Linked DNA regions of Mus musculus: regions 1, 3 and 4 are each linked to region 2. The links are chromatin contacts, called in public HiChIP or PLAC-seq maps. All regions are on one chromosome and are shown on one strand. The core of a region is the stretch at or near the end of the contact, and the rest is flanking DNA. Distances in the headings are between cores, read along the strand shown. Region 1 overlaps G630018N14Rik (a long non-coding RNA gene). Region 2 holds the start of Foxf2 (forkhead box F2). Region 3 has its middle 75 kb from the start of 4930401O12Rik. Region 4 has its middle 68 kb from the start of 4930401O12Rik.

Region 1 (2,896 bases), core at 169-2,668, 260 kb before region 2:
CAGTTACCTGGCAACAGCAAGGTAGCCCAGCCCACTATAAAAGGGGCTGCTTGGCCCCTCCTCTTTAAGTTCTCACCTTTCTTACTCTCATCTCTAGCCCTCCTCTCTCTCCCCTTTACCCCCTCTCTCCACATGGTCATGGCCAGCCTCTCTCTCTTTCTACCTTCTCTCTTTCTCCCTGCCTTTCTATAGTGAAGCTCTAAAACCATAGACTCTGCTCATCAATGCCCACCATACTTGAATGATGGGTTAGGCTTTCCCCTAAAGAGCCACATCTAACCTCCTGCCGGAAGGCCTTCTGCGCTCCAGCCACAGACCAGACCAAGGACTCTCACTCTCATGGGAACCACCCAGCACCCCTTCTCTCCCTACCCTGTTCTTCCTTCAGCCCCGGGACTGACCGAGCCACCCCCGGGACCCCATTTTGTTCTCAGCTCTTCTACAGTGGCCAGCAGTGTCTGAGATGCCGGAGACTGAGAACCTGTTATCTCTGGCCTCTGTGAGGCCCAGAGACCTAGGACTGCACCTTGTCCATCCCCTGAGGGCTGGGTCCGTAGCTTCCCACAGCCAGACACCCACCAGGGGCTGCATAGAAAGCACGCGGCAGTCCTCCGCATCTGCTCACCCAGAGCACCGGAACTCTAAAGGGATGCGGGCTTTCTCCCACTCCCTTTATTCTCCCACACCCGCTGCCCAGCAGGTTATCATGTCATATTTTGGAATATACATACAGTGTATGTCTGAATCCTCAAACATTGGTTATGTCATGTATAGTAGAAACACACCGCTGGCCACTGTGGAAGAGCTGAGAACAAAATGGGGATCTCGGGGGCGGCTCAGTCAGTCCCGAGGCTGAAGGGAGGAGAGGGCAGGAAGAGAAGGGGTGCTGGGTGGTTCCCACGAGGGTGAGAGTGCCTTGTGTTGTCTTCTTCTTCTATAGCACACAGGAACATAAATTTCCTCCTTTGTGAAAACAGTGACCAGTGATCAGCTTTTCCCCACCTCTGAGGATTTCCTAAGGACTTTGGGGTGCAGAGCTTATGGAGGCAAGGGTACCCAGAGCACAGGAGTGGTGGGCAGGGTTCAGCACTAAGGTTTCCTGTGTGTGGCTTTATCATATCACAGTAATTCTTCAGTAAGCTGAAGAGAAAGAGAGAAAGCCAAGAAACCATTTCAACACTCCCTTGTGTCTTATTTTTACTTCATAAATGGTGAAAGTTGGAAAGAACATTCTAGAAAAGGAAGCAGAACACAACAGTGGAAGGGAGGCAGGGGAGAGCAAGAAGTGTGTGAGGAACACCTTAACATCTCGAAGAGAGAAGATGGCTCAAACTCTCATCTCTTTTGGAGCTGATTACTCAAGGAGAAAGGCAAGCTCAGTAGAGATTCCTTCCAGGAAATCTACCCCACACAGGAGGCGCCATATATGGTTACTATGGTAACCACTGTAGTGAGGCGCTGGCATGTGGCTGGGCCTGTACTGTGTCTTCCACATCCTTCTTGGTTTCTCCAGAGACTGGAGGCAGCAGTTTGTGAGCATCGTTGAGACACAAGATCTTTAAGCTCTGACCTCAGGCCTAGTATGCCTGCCCTGGTATGCCTGCCCTGGTATGCCTGGACTCCAGAGCTCTGAAGAGTGAGCACTGTGACTCCCACTAAGATAGTAAGCCTCCACCTACATTTTAAGCTTATATGTGTGAAAATGGGGGGTATTGTAGAGGCTTCTTTTTTTAGGATTTCACAGAAGAGCCTTTGAAAATTCTGGACTGGCAAGGGGTGTCATTATCCTAGGAACAGAAGTCAGTCTCCACTCTCTCTCCTGTCTGCCTCCCCCTTTCTCCTGCTTCACTGATAAACAAATTGCCCTGTACCTGCTGGACACTCATCTGATGCTGTAAATCTGTTTTGCTGAGATGATGCCTGTGGTGGTTTGAATAAGAATGGCCCCTATAGATTCATGTATTTGAATGCTTAGGGAATAGCACTACTTGTTGGAGTAGTTGTGGCCTTATTGAAGAAAGTGTGTCACTAAGGCTTTGAAACCTCAAAGCCCAAGCCAGGCCTAGTGACTCTTTTTTCCTGCTGCCTGCACATCCAGATGTAGAACTCTCAGCTACCTCTCCAGCACTGTCTGTCTGTGTGATGCTATGTATTCTGACATGTCAACAATGGACTAAACCTCCAATACTGAAAGCCAGCCCCAACTAAATGCATTCCTTCCTAAGAGTTGCCTTGGTCATGGTATTTCTTCACAGCAATAGGACACTGACTAAGACAGCATCCTTTGTTAGATGAGGTACAGAGTCACAAAACTACAGCAGTGGTGGTGCACAGCTATGAACTAGGGCATATTCACAGTACATATTCTGCCACGAGCTCTCACTATGACACTCATTTTTCATGGATTGCTTCTGAAAGCCACTCACAAAGGCACCAGGTGATCACTCCTTTAGCCCCATTAACAAGTCCTGAAGGTAAAACCCAGAGCCAGTTTCCTCAAGTAACATTCTGGGGACATTTCGTGTCTGCCTGATTCTGACTGTGATGGCTAGTTTTTATGTCAACTTTAGAGTCATGTGAGGAGAGGAAATTTTAACTGAGATGATGCCTCCATATGATTGGCCTGTTGGAAAGTCTGTAGGGCATTTTCTTGTTTGATGACTAAGATAGCAGGTCCCAATCTACTGTGGCTGGTGCCACCTCTAGGCATATTTGTCTTGGGTGGTATAAGAAAGACAGGCCATGGAAAGCAAATGGGTAAGCCTTATCTTTCCACAGCCTCTGCACCAGCTTCTGCCCTTAGGTTCCTGTCCTGAATTCATGATTGAACATCCATGGGTGATAGACTGGGATGTAGAAGAAGGGAAATTAACCCTTTACTCCCCAAGTTGCTTGT
Region 2 (3,175 bases), core at 618-3,117:
ACATTCCCATGTAGGTACCAGGGGTGCTCTGGAGGAAGCTGTCGACGCCTGTTCAGCTAATTTAGGTTTTCTTTGTCTAATTACTGTGGAGCTTAGGGAAAAGGAGCCGGGCTCAGGGCAGTAAACTGACACTCGGGCTCTGTGTGTGGTATCCAGGCAGGGTTTGATGGAAAAAGCCTGCTTCCACTCAACTCCAGGTCACTGTCTGGGGCCAGCCCCCTCCCCCCCCCCCTGCACCCGCCCTTTCCTCTGTTCCTCAGACCCACCAACAGTCTCCATCAGGGGCAGTCCCCATGCACTAGGGCACAGAGCTGGTGCAGGCTCCCCCACCCCCAGGAGGCCAGACCCCACTTGCTCAACCAGGCTCTTTGTAGCATCTTTACTGGGCCCTGCACTCTCCTCTCTGCCTTGTCTCCCATCTTCCCAGGCTTTCTGCGTACACAACACAAACCCAGTCCTCTCAGGGCTGGCGCAGTGCTGTGCCTACCATTTGCTACTCTGATGGGCATCTCCTTCCCTCTGGGCCAGGCCACCAGCCCTGGTGTGGTCAGGCCTCCTTCAGCTTGCAACTCGCTTTGCAGCCCCTGTCCGGGGTCAGACTACATTTCCCCGCACGTGTAATCCAATAACTAACTGTCGGGTCTCATTGGAATGATTTCTCCCGAGGGCCATCTCTCTCTGAGCCGACTCTTACTTAGAGGAATAAGCCACAACTGGAGGAGTGTTCTCGAATGGAGGGAGCTGGGCCACGGAACATAGGGAGTGGGGGGGGGGTGCACCGGAAGACAGACGCTGTAAACCCACTGGCAGCTGTGCAGACCTTCCTTGTTGATAATAAATACAACTATCTCCTTACTCAGGGTCTCTCTTGCTCTCTCTCAGCATGAAGTGGAAATGACAAGTCAGTGGAAAATGGAAGCAAATAAAAAACCGAATCCATTCGACTCAAAAGAGTGTCTAAGAGGTGGCCCCAGGTTTCTCCACCCAAACCCCTTGCTCAGCTGACAATCTGTTCATAACTGCCCCGGGCACAGCTCAAGGGCGTCCAGTGTTTGCCCTCTGCTGTGACCTCTCAGAAGCCTGCATGTCCAGCCAGAGAGAGAGAGAGAGAGAGAGAGAGAGAGAGAGAGAGAGAGAGAGAGACCCGGAGTTGGCACGTTACCTTGGGACGTCTGGCACCCTGGCGTGTGGCTGAGGGCAGCACTGCCTAAATGAAGTTGACAGATGGTGTCAGTTCGGGCACTGGGGACCGTGGCTAAGGAAGCTCTTCCAGGGCACAGTCTCCCCAAGACTCAGCCCCCACAGGGTCCGGCGGGGGTGGAGGAGGGGCAGGGTGTGTCCGGGCACGGATCGCTAGGTTGGGGGCACTTCTGGGATAGGATACGGGCTGCTGGAAGGAACAGAGAATGAATTGCTGAAGTTAGGAGTAATCGAGTCTGGCCAAGGTTGGGAGTTCTCCCTGCTGAATGCGGGTGTATCTGCGGCTTTGAAGAGGACAGACTGGGAAAGGGAAAGAGCCCCGAGAGGAATTAGTAGTGCCAGCAGGACCCCGGAGAGTCCGGGAGGCGATAAGAGCAGGAGCCCGCCGCCAGGTCCAGAGGGGGAGGAGTGACGCGAGCCCTGTGCGCCCTCCCCGTGGCGGGCGGCGCGGAGCAAGGAGGGGGCAGGGCGGGGTGGGGTGGAGGGAGGGAGCGAGGGAGGGAGGGAGCGAAGCTGCCGCGGGGAGGGCGCGCCAGGGAGGAAGTCCAAGAGACAGAGAGAAGAGCACTCCTGAAAGAAGACGACGGGCTAGTCCCCGGGGTCCGGGCTGAGGTCTTGGCTCGAGGGCGCAGCTGTCCAGCTCTGGGCAGCGTCGCCTCAGTGGCTTAGGAGACGGTTGCGCAAGGAGCCGGCCGGAGGCTCGGAAGAGGGATGCGCGGGGCGTTGCCTCCGACCCGCCGCCGCCGCCGCCGCCCGAAGCCCCAGAGGAGCTGAGGGAGGCGACGCCGAAGCGCTGGCCCGCAGTGGCCCGGGCTGCAGCGCGGCCGGCGCAGTAGGGCACTCGCCCGATTTGTGGACCGACCCGGCTCCGGCGCCGCCGATCCCGGTCCGGGGTCCGCCCCCCAGGCCCGGCCTCGTTCCCGATTCCCAGATGAGCACCGAGGGCGGGCCTCCGCCACCCCCGCCGCGCCCGCCGCCTGCCCCACTCCGCCGCGCGTGCAGCCCGGCGCCCGGCGCGCTCCAGGCCGCCTTGATGAGCCCGCCACCCGCCGCCACCCTGGAGTCCACTTCGTCGTCGTCATCATCATCCTCTGCCTCCTGTGCCTCGTCCTCTTCTAACTCCGTCAGCGCCTCGGCCGGTGCTTGCAAGAGTGCGGCTAGCAGCGGCGGCGCGGGCGCCGGGAGTGGAGGCACCAAGAAGGCAACCTCGGGGCTGCGGCGGCCGGAGAAGCCTCCTTACTCGTACATCGCGCTCATCGTCATGGCCATCCAGAGCTCGCCCAGCAAGCGCCTGACGCTCAGTGAGATCTACCAGTTCCTACAGGCGCGCTTCCCCTTTTTCCGTGGCGCCTACCAGGGCTGGAAGAACTCCGTGCGCCACAACCTCTCGCTCAACGAGTGCTTCATCAAGCTGCCCAAGGGCCTCGGGAGACCTGGTAAGGGCCACTACTGGACCATCGACCCGGCCAGCGAATTCATGTTTGAGGAGGGTTCGTTCCGCCGCCGGCCGCGCGGCTTCAGGCGGAAGTGCCAGGCTCTCAAACCCATGTACCATCGCGTGGTGAGCGGCTTGGGCTTCGGGGCCTCGCTGCTGCCCCAGGGCTTCGACTTCCAAGCGCCCCCGTCGGCGCCTCTGGGTTGCCACGGTCAAGGCGGTTATGGTGGCCTCGACATGATGCCCGCGGGCTATGATACAGGGGCGGGTGCTCCGGGCCACGCGCATCCACACCACCTCCACCACCACCACGTCCCCCACATGTCGCCCAACCCGGGCTCCACCTATATGGCCAGCTGCCCGGTGCCCGCAGGTCCTGCGGGCGTCGGTGCGGCAGCGGGTGGCGGCGGTGGCGGCGGGGACTATGGGCCGGACAGCAGCAGCAGCCCTGTGCCCTCATCCCCGGCTATGGCAAGCGCCATTGAGTGTCACTCGCCCTACACTAGCCCTGCGGCACATTGGAGCTCGCCTGGCGCTTCA
Region 3 (3,217 bases), core at 315-2,814, 460 kb before region 2:
TCTGTCCTAATGTGACTGGTGTCTCTATAGGAAGAGAAAAGGATCCAGAAAGAGACACTATTGTACATGTGCGTGCAGGACGACCATGTGGGGGACCCAGGGAGAAGGTGCCATCTACAAGCCAAGGAGAGAGACATTAGGAGAATCCAGCCCTGACTGGGCTTTACCTTGGGTTTCCAGACATCAAAACGGAGTAAAATTTCTAATATTTAAAGCAGCAAGCCTGGCATTTTGTTAAGATTACTCTAGAAGACTGTCCCATGTAGATTTTCACAGTTGCAAAAATAGCATGTACTTTTTTTTTAAAGATTGATTTATTATTATACATAAGTACATTGTAGCTGTCTTCAGACCCACCAGAAGAGGGAGTCAGATCCCATTACAGGTGGTTTTGAGCTACCATATGGTTGCTGGGATTTGAACTCAGGACCTTTGGAAGAGCAGTCAGTGCTGTTACCCGCTGAGCCATCTCACCAGCCCACATGTACTTTTCCCTGTAATACCTTTACATTTTGAGTCCGTAGCTCCAATCAAGAACTATTTCAACTACCAATTGACTCTGTGGGCTGCTCTAATCAATAAAATGTTATTTGTGTGCCAATTCCAGTCTGAGCTATAAGAATGGTTTTCTTGCTCCCTTCGAGACCACCCCTGTAGGATAGGACAGGATAACTCACCCACTTCCCGCCTTAGTATGCACTTGACCCAGATTCTCAGCACAGCACAGCTCCATCCAGCCCAAACTGCTAACCAAATGCTTGTTGGAAGCCACAAACCTCTCATGACTTGTTCTTGTTATGCGCCCTGTGGATCTGATTTACTCAGTGAAGCAGGTGGGAGTCAAGTGGTGGCTGACAGGCCAGCTTGCACAGCTTGGCTTTGTGTTAACTGTGGATATCGAAAGCTCACGGCCCAACTGGCAGGTCAGGAAGTGGATACTGGGATATTCAAGATAAAACATTAAGAAATATTTACCTATGACTTTGCTTATTTTGAGCTCCTTTTTCATGATTTGACAGAAGATGGTTTGCTTCTTCTCCATACCTCTCCAAGCAGATGTGTCCTGTGACATCACCAGGAAGTGCTCTGCCAGGGCTGTGCTGGGACTACTTGTGTTCTGCCCACCTTGATCTTTCTGGGGCTGCCATGAAGAGCTTACATGGAGGAGAACATTCGTTATCCATGTGACCCTCTGAACTCTCATTTAGGAGGCTTGGGAGACTTCAGCCCACTAAAAAAGCAAGAACCAGTATCTCGGGCTCTGTGCTATTTGAAGACCATACCTTGGCTCTTACTGTCTGAGAGCACATGCTTTTTTTTGCATCAAGGCCAAACCACATCCCTTTCTGGGATGAATTTACAAACAGGCTCAGTAGAGGTTCTGATTTGTTGGAATGTGGCCAGAGAGTCCATTCCTTAGTTGGCTTCTGTGTTGTTTTCCTGAGACCTCTGAAGGCCTTGAGACCTCCCTCTGAGGCTGTTGCTCTCTTCTCTGGGATGCTGGAGAGGACTTCTAATGGGTACTCTGTGATGTGTAAAAAAGCCAAGCTGCGGGGAGGTTCTTTGTGGCAAAGGAGGCTTGCCGGCTCTGTGCCAGGTGCAATCACTGCCTCTCTCTGCTGTACAGCTATCATCTGTAAGGCATCTTGGACATTTTCTGAGACAGCAGTAAAGGAATCTGACTCAGATCATTAAAGTCCCGTGTGTGGGCGATCCGTTGGGGGGAGGGGCTGCCGCAGAGGATGTTTGACATGACTCTTGCCAGACACGGATACCCCAGACAAGCCCAGGGCAACGAATCAGATATTTCATTGTTTCAACAGTTACCAATAATCTATGCATTGTCTGCCTGCCTCCATCCATTCCTCCATCCATCCATTCTCATTTATACCTGTCACCTACCTAAAACTAAAATTAAAGGATAAACATACATGAAAACGCAAATGCACACACACACACACACAAACATGCAACATCTAACCTCCCTTTCTCTAAGTTCCCATTGTCTCAATAAAAAGGCATCAAGTATTTGTGATCCAGTCTCTAGCTTCCTGTGAGCATTCACTGGCATCATTTTATGAGGAGAGCATTGTGGTAAGACATGCAAATGTCACTGGCTTGAAAATGATAGGAAGTGAGGCCAGTAGTGACCATACTTTGTAGACAGATGCTCATTTTCCTCCTAAAGTACAGTGTCTTAATGCAGAACAGAACTTCTCTTCCTCCTTTGTATTCAAGCCTGGATACTGTCACGTGTTTGGTTAGGATCAAAAATTATCTCTTCTAGTAGAGACGATTTAATCTCAAAATGTCAAGCAACTTCAAATGTTCCTACTCAGATGTAAAGTGTGACTTGTTTTTAAAACATCTAGGAGAAACCTGGCAAGATTGTGCCTCTGCGTTTAGTAAATGTCTATTCACCAGGGGATCCCGAGCACACAAAGTGCATCCTCCCCCGTCAGCTGTTCTCACAGCCAGTGATGAGGATGTGCTTCCACACGTTGGGTCGCAGCTCTCTTCTGCTTCCATCATCTCTCACTAGGTCACAGATCTGGGTGCAGCTCATCAGTGATGGGCAGCAGCTGTGAGCATTGCTCTGCCAGTGGCCTCTCTTTGCACTGCACCCTGGCCTGTTGTCTTGTTTGTATTAGTCTCAGTCCCATTTAATTTCCCCTATGCCTTACTTACTGCTTGGGGTAGTTTGAATGAAAATGGCGCACATAAACGCATAGGGAGTGGCATTATTTGAAAGCATTAGGATGTTTGGCCTTGTTGGAGAAGGTGTGATCTTATTATAGGAAGTGTGGCACTGGGGGTGGGCTTTGAGGTTTCAGAAGCTCAAGCCAAGCTGATCTGGGTGCAGAGCTCTCAGCAACATCTTCAGCAACCATGTCAGCCTATGTGCCACCATGCTTCCCACCATGGTGATAGTGAACTAAAACTCCGAACCATAAGTCATTCCCAGTTAAATGGTTTCCTATATAAGAGTTGCTGTGGTCTTGGTGTCAGCAATAAAACCCTAGGACACAGCTTCACAGGAAATTCTTCCTCGGGTATTATTAGAGTGTGACCACCAGGGTATATCAGAAGGTCTTAAAATACTAAGGATTTCACACTGACCCACTCTGAAATTTTCTTCAGTCTTTGCTCTCAAAGTTAATAGTTGAAATGTCTCTTGGTCATCCTGCCTGGTCCCTTGAAAGCCTATTCTCCATGG
Region 4 (3,083 bases), core at 496-2,995, 320 kb before region 2:
TGGGACCACACAGTATTTGTCCTTTGGTGATTGGCTTATTTCTCTGATTGGAATGCCTTCAAGGTACATTTGTGTCATGGTATGTGCCAGAATCCTTCTTTTTAAAGGCTGATTAATATTCCATTGCATGCATGCACCACATTTTGTGCATCTGTTTATCTGTAGGTAGACGCCTGCACCCATGAGTTAGTCACTGCAGATGATGTCCATGCACATATACATGGATGTCCACAGAGCCTCTTACTGCTGGAATGTTGTGGCCATGGGCAGATTATGAGATATACCCCTTTGTGACTCTTTGATCTGTGTTACAAGGGCCCTGGCATCATGATTTTGAGTACATATTTTCTTAGATGACTTTGGCCTCAGAATTGGTCACCCCAGTAAACTGGTGATGGTTATTTCATCCAACTTCTTAGAAGGTGGTGTGACCAGACCTATGAGTTGCATTCTTGGAGTCTATGAAGAGTTGGACTCCATGTTGTGATTCTATCAAGGATCGGTATCTTAATTGAAAGCAATAGGAGGTGGAGCTTTGGCCACATACTTGAGTATTCTTAAACTAATGGGTCTATATAGGTCTCAGAGCCTGTATAATCCCAGTCCTGGAGCAACACTGGCAGAAAAGAGGCTAGTATGTGGCCTGCAAAGGCTCAAGCTTTTCCATTGAATGAGAATGCATGACCGCAAGACCTGCAGTCAAAAAGATATTCATGTTTTTTTTTTTCTGAAAACTTGGTTGTTTGAGAAATATGAATTATGTTGAGTATACATACCCATGATGATTTTGAATTAGTGGAGTTTTCCTTGTTCCCACGTGAGAAAATGGACCTTGGCAGGTTGGCCTTTGGTTTGGTTTCATAGTCTTGTTCTCGGGCCAGTCCACAGGCTAGGTGATGACATCACACTCTGATCAGTTCTTTCCTCTGGATCCTTGGCATTTGGTCTCTTACCAGGAAGCATTTATCTCTGCGGCATTTTCTTACCCATGCCACCCTGTAATCAGTGGTCCCAGCTGTGACTAGCCTGCTGCCTTCTCTGCAGCCTCTGTGGTGTGCAAGGAGGGAAAGAGTTTCCATCGCTCAGACTTTGGTTAGTTCCTGTCTCTTTTTTTTTTTCTCCATATAATTACCTGGAGACATGTCATGTGTGTTCCAGTGATGAGTTGTGGCATGCAACTTGTATAGGGAAGAATACTGGGAACATGGAAGTGGCAGACAGAAAGTCCTAACCTAAATCATTACAAAGTTTACACTAACCTGCTTGCTAAACAACAGAGAGCCGCTGAGTGCGCTGTTTGTTCTCTGAACACCACGACTCCCATTCCTAATGTCATACAGAACTACCTCCTATCGCTTGCCTTGAATGTGACTAGAACCTTAGTGAACGTATTAACCCCTATTGAGAACTATCAAGCAGCAGACATAGAGAATGCCATGGATAAATCAGCAGTGAGTTTCCCTCCCTCTACTGATGCCATCCTGGGATGAAACAGCAACTGTTTCCAAGGGTGATTCCCAAAGGGACAAGCCATGCTCTGCAGGAATGAGGAGACTCCAGCCTTAGCAGCTCCAGGTGTTTCCTTGGCTGCCTTGGAATCCTGTGAAAGTAAAGTCCTCTGCTGCTCTGAGCTAAATGCTGAGTGTTCCCAGGAGACAAGTGATTTGCTGCCTTGCTTAGAACTGCAGTTGGATGACCCTGCCATTGTTGGGTCTTAGGTCCTGGGCCAGCCTGTGACACTTCTCTAGAATACACAATATGTCTGTTCGCTCTGCAGTTCCCATGCCTGGCTCCTGAGCAGTACAGTCACCTGCACCCCAAACCTCCCTACCACGAGTGCCAGGTGGCCTCGTGACAGCGAAGAGGAGGTACAGGTGCATTGTTAGCATATTTTCCAGAACAATTACTTTTATCAGCCTGGCTTTCTTGTCACAGAATGCAGTCCTTGGCAGGAAGTCACAGGTCTGTTGATTTTACAAGTAAGATAAACAAACCTCCCTTGACACACAGGACAGCGGAATCTGTGATTTCCCTCCACCCACACGGAGCAGGGCAGTTGAAGTCCAGTGGAGCAAAGGGTTGGGTTTTAAATATATGAAGCAAAAGTCAGGCTTTGCTTTCTGACAAGATGCCCCTTTGTAACCAGGAAGGAGTGGGCCCCATCTGCCTCACCTAGGGGGAACTCAAGCCAGGGAGAAAGATACTCAGAGAAAGGGTTGGCCCACTGCCCAGGAACACACTTGGACCTTGAATGGTCTGTTTCAAATGGGTCCCATCTCCTGCGTGAAGTGATTATCTGTGAACCTGAGAAACAAACAGAAGCGCTTTTCTAACTGTGCAATTGATCATGGAAAACTAAGCTTAGATAAATTAGTATCATTTGAAGCCTGTTTAATGAAAATTACAAGCAGCCCTCTCTTGCTCCCAGATGAAAACTAGGGCTGTCTCCCTGTTTGTTGGTCATTGATAACAGAAAATCCCACCAATGCCTTAAGATACAAAAGCAATGCCCAAGCAGGATAGTGTGCACAGGGCAGATGGCACCAGAATAGTGTATCCCTCATGACCCAGCTTGGCCTTTGGCAGTGTCCCATGATAGCAAGACCTGTGTCTTGTTTCTTTTCTAGCTCTCTGTTCTGTTTGTCAGGCTCTAGGTTTTGCTTCGTTCCAGGGACAGCAGGAAGGAAGAGATGTAAGGAAAGAGTGACTGATACCTGCCTGGTGCTGTCATAAAACAATTCCAGGGACCACAGACCTGATGGAGTTGATTCTTCTGTGGGCATTTTCATGCATTTAATGGGAGTGAAAATAACAGTTTGAAGGCCATGAAGGTTTGCTTGTAATTCCCAAAATGAAAATAGCACATTTTTCTCAGAATAATTCCAATCTTTAATAATTTGGATGGCTCTTACAGCAGAAAAACTAGTCAGTAGGTAACAAGCATGCCACAGCGTTACATGGAGGAAGAACAAAACAGAGTTTGTGCTCCACCTCTGTGGTGTGTACCAGCCCTGCTCTTCTTCACCTCATGGTTACTTTTGCTTCTCTCTCTGTGGGTGCTGGCTCCTCAGGCCTCTGAGCCT

Evidence for each region. HiChIP or PLAC-seq counts read pairs in DNA pulled down with a chosen protein or histone mark.
Region 1: a contact with region 2 is called in an H3K27ac HiChIP or PLAC-seq map of the NIH/3T3 cell line, with 5 times the contacts expected there. The contact joins the enhancer-like site here to the promoter of Foxf2 in region 2. A contact is called at or near these places in 7 of 39 promoter capture datasets (the 3T3-L1 cell line, erythroid cells, hippocampal neurons and 3 more), 1 of 15 datasets of contacts at CTCF or cohesin (the NIH/3T3 cell line), 11 of 484 Hi-C or Micro-C datasets (the AML12 cell line, the G1E-ER4 cell line, the HL-1 cell line and 4 more), 7 of 115 datasets of contacts at active chromatin or transcription factors (the NIH/3T3 cell line, bone marrow-derived macrophages, craniofacial prominence and 3 more) and 3 of 9 other capture datasets (adipose tissue, embryonic stem cells and liver).
Region 3: a contact with region 2 is called in a CTCF HiChIP or PLAC-seq map of the NIH/3T3 cell line, with 8 read pairs. The contact joins the enhancer-like site here to the promoter of Foxf2 in region 2. A contact is called at or near these places in 1 of 39 promoter capture datasets (hippocampal neurons), 2 of 15 datasets of contacts at CTCF or cohesin (the NIH/3T3 cell line and large pre-B cells), 1 of 484 Hi-C or Micro-C datasets (bone marrow-derived macrophages), 8 of 115 datasets of contacts at active chromatin or transcription factors (bone marrow-derived macrophages, craniofacial prominence, embryonic forebrain and 4 more) and 2 of 9 other capture datasets (adipose tissue and liver).
Region 4: a contact with region 2 is called in a FOXA1 HiChIP or PLAC-seq map of pancreatic cancer cells. The contact joins the enhancer-like site here to the promoter of Foxf2 in region 2. A contact is called at or near these places in 3 of 39 promoter capture datasets (embryonic stem cells, hippocampal neurons and liver), 1 of 484 Hi-C or Micro-C datasets (palatal mesenchyme), 2 of 115 datasets of contacts at active chromatin or transcription factors (kidney and pancreatic cancer cells) and 1 of 9 other capture datasets (adipose tissue).

The regions. Positions count from the first base shown.
Region 1 is chr13:31,363,118-31,366,013 of GRCm38.p6, forward strand. The region is part of intron 6 of G630018N14Rik (a long non-coding RNA gene); the gene reads right to left. Among named protein-coding and RNA genes, the nearest start is that of G630018N14Rik, 45 kb to the right of the region's middle. Within about 2 kb of position 1,419, at least 6 of the 459 cell types and tissues checked have an H3K27ac peak or open chromatin away from gene starts, as enhancers often do. A contact at or near this core is called in neural stem cells, where this site is marked.
Region 2 is chr13:31,623,949-31,627,123 of GRCm38.p6, forward strand. It overlaps Foxf2 (forkhead box F2), which reads left to right and starts at 1,868. Exons shown (of 2, transcript NM_010225.2): 1 at 1,868-3,175. The coding sequence starts at 2,132.
Region 3 is chr13:31,164,962-31,168,178 of GRCm38.p6, forward strand. No RefSeq gene overlaps it. Among named protein-coding and RNA genes, the nearest start is that of 4930401O12Rik, 75 kb to the right of the region's middle. Within about 2 kb of position 1,565, at least 21 of the 459 cell types and tissues checked have an H3K27ac peak or open chromatin away from gene starts, as enhancers often do. A contact at or near this core is called in the NIH/3T3 cell line, where this site is marked.
Region 4 is chr13:31,307,341-31,310,423 of GRCm38.p6, forward strand. No RefSeq gene overlaps it. Among named protein-coding and RNA genes, the nearest start is that of 4930401O12Rik, 68 kb to the left of the region's middle. Within about 2 kb of position 1,746, at least 33 of the 459 cell types and tissues checked have an H3K27ac peak or open chromatin away from gene starts, as enhancers often do. A contact at or near this core is called in liver and pancreatic cancer cells, where this site is marked.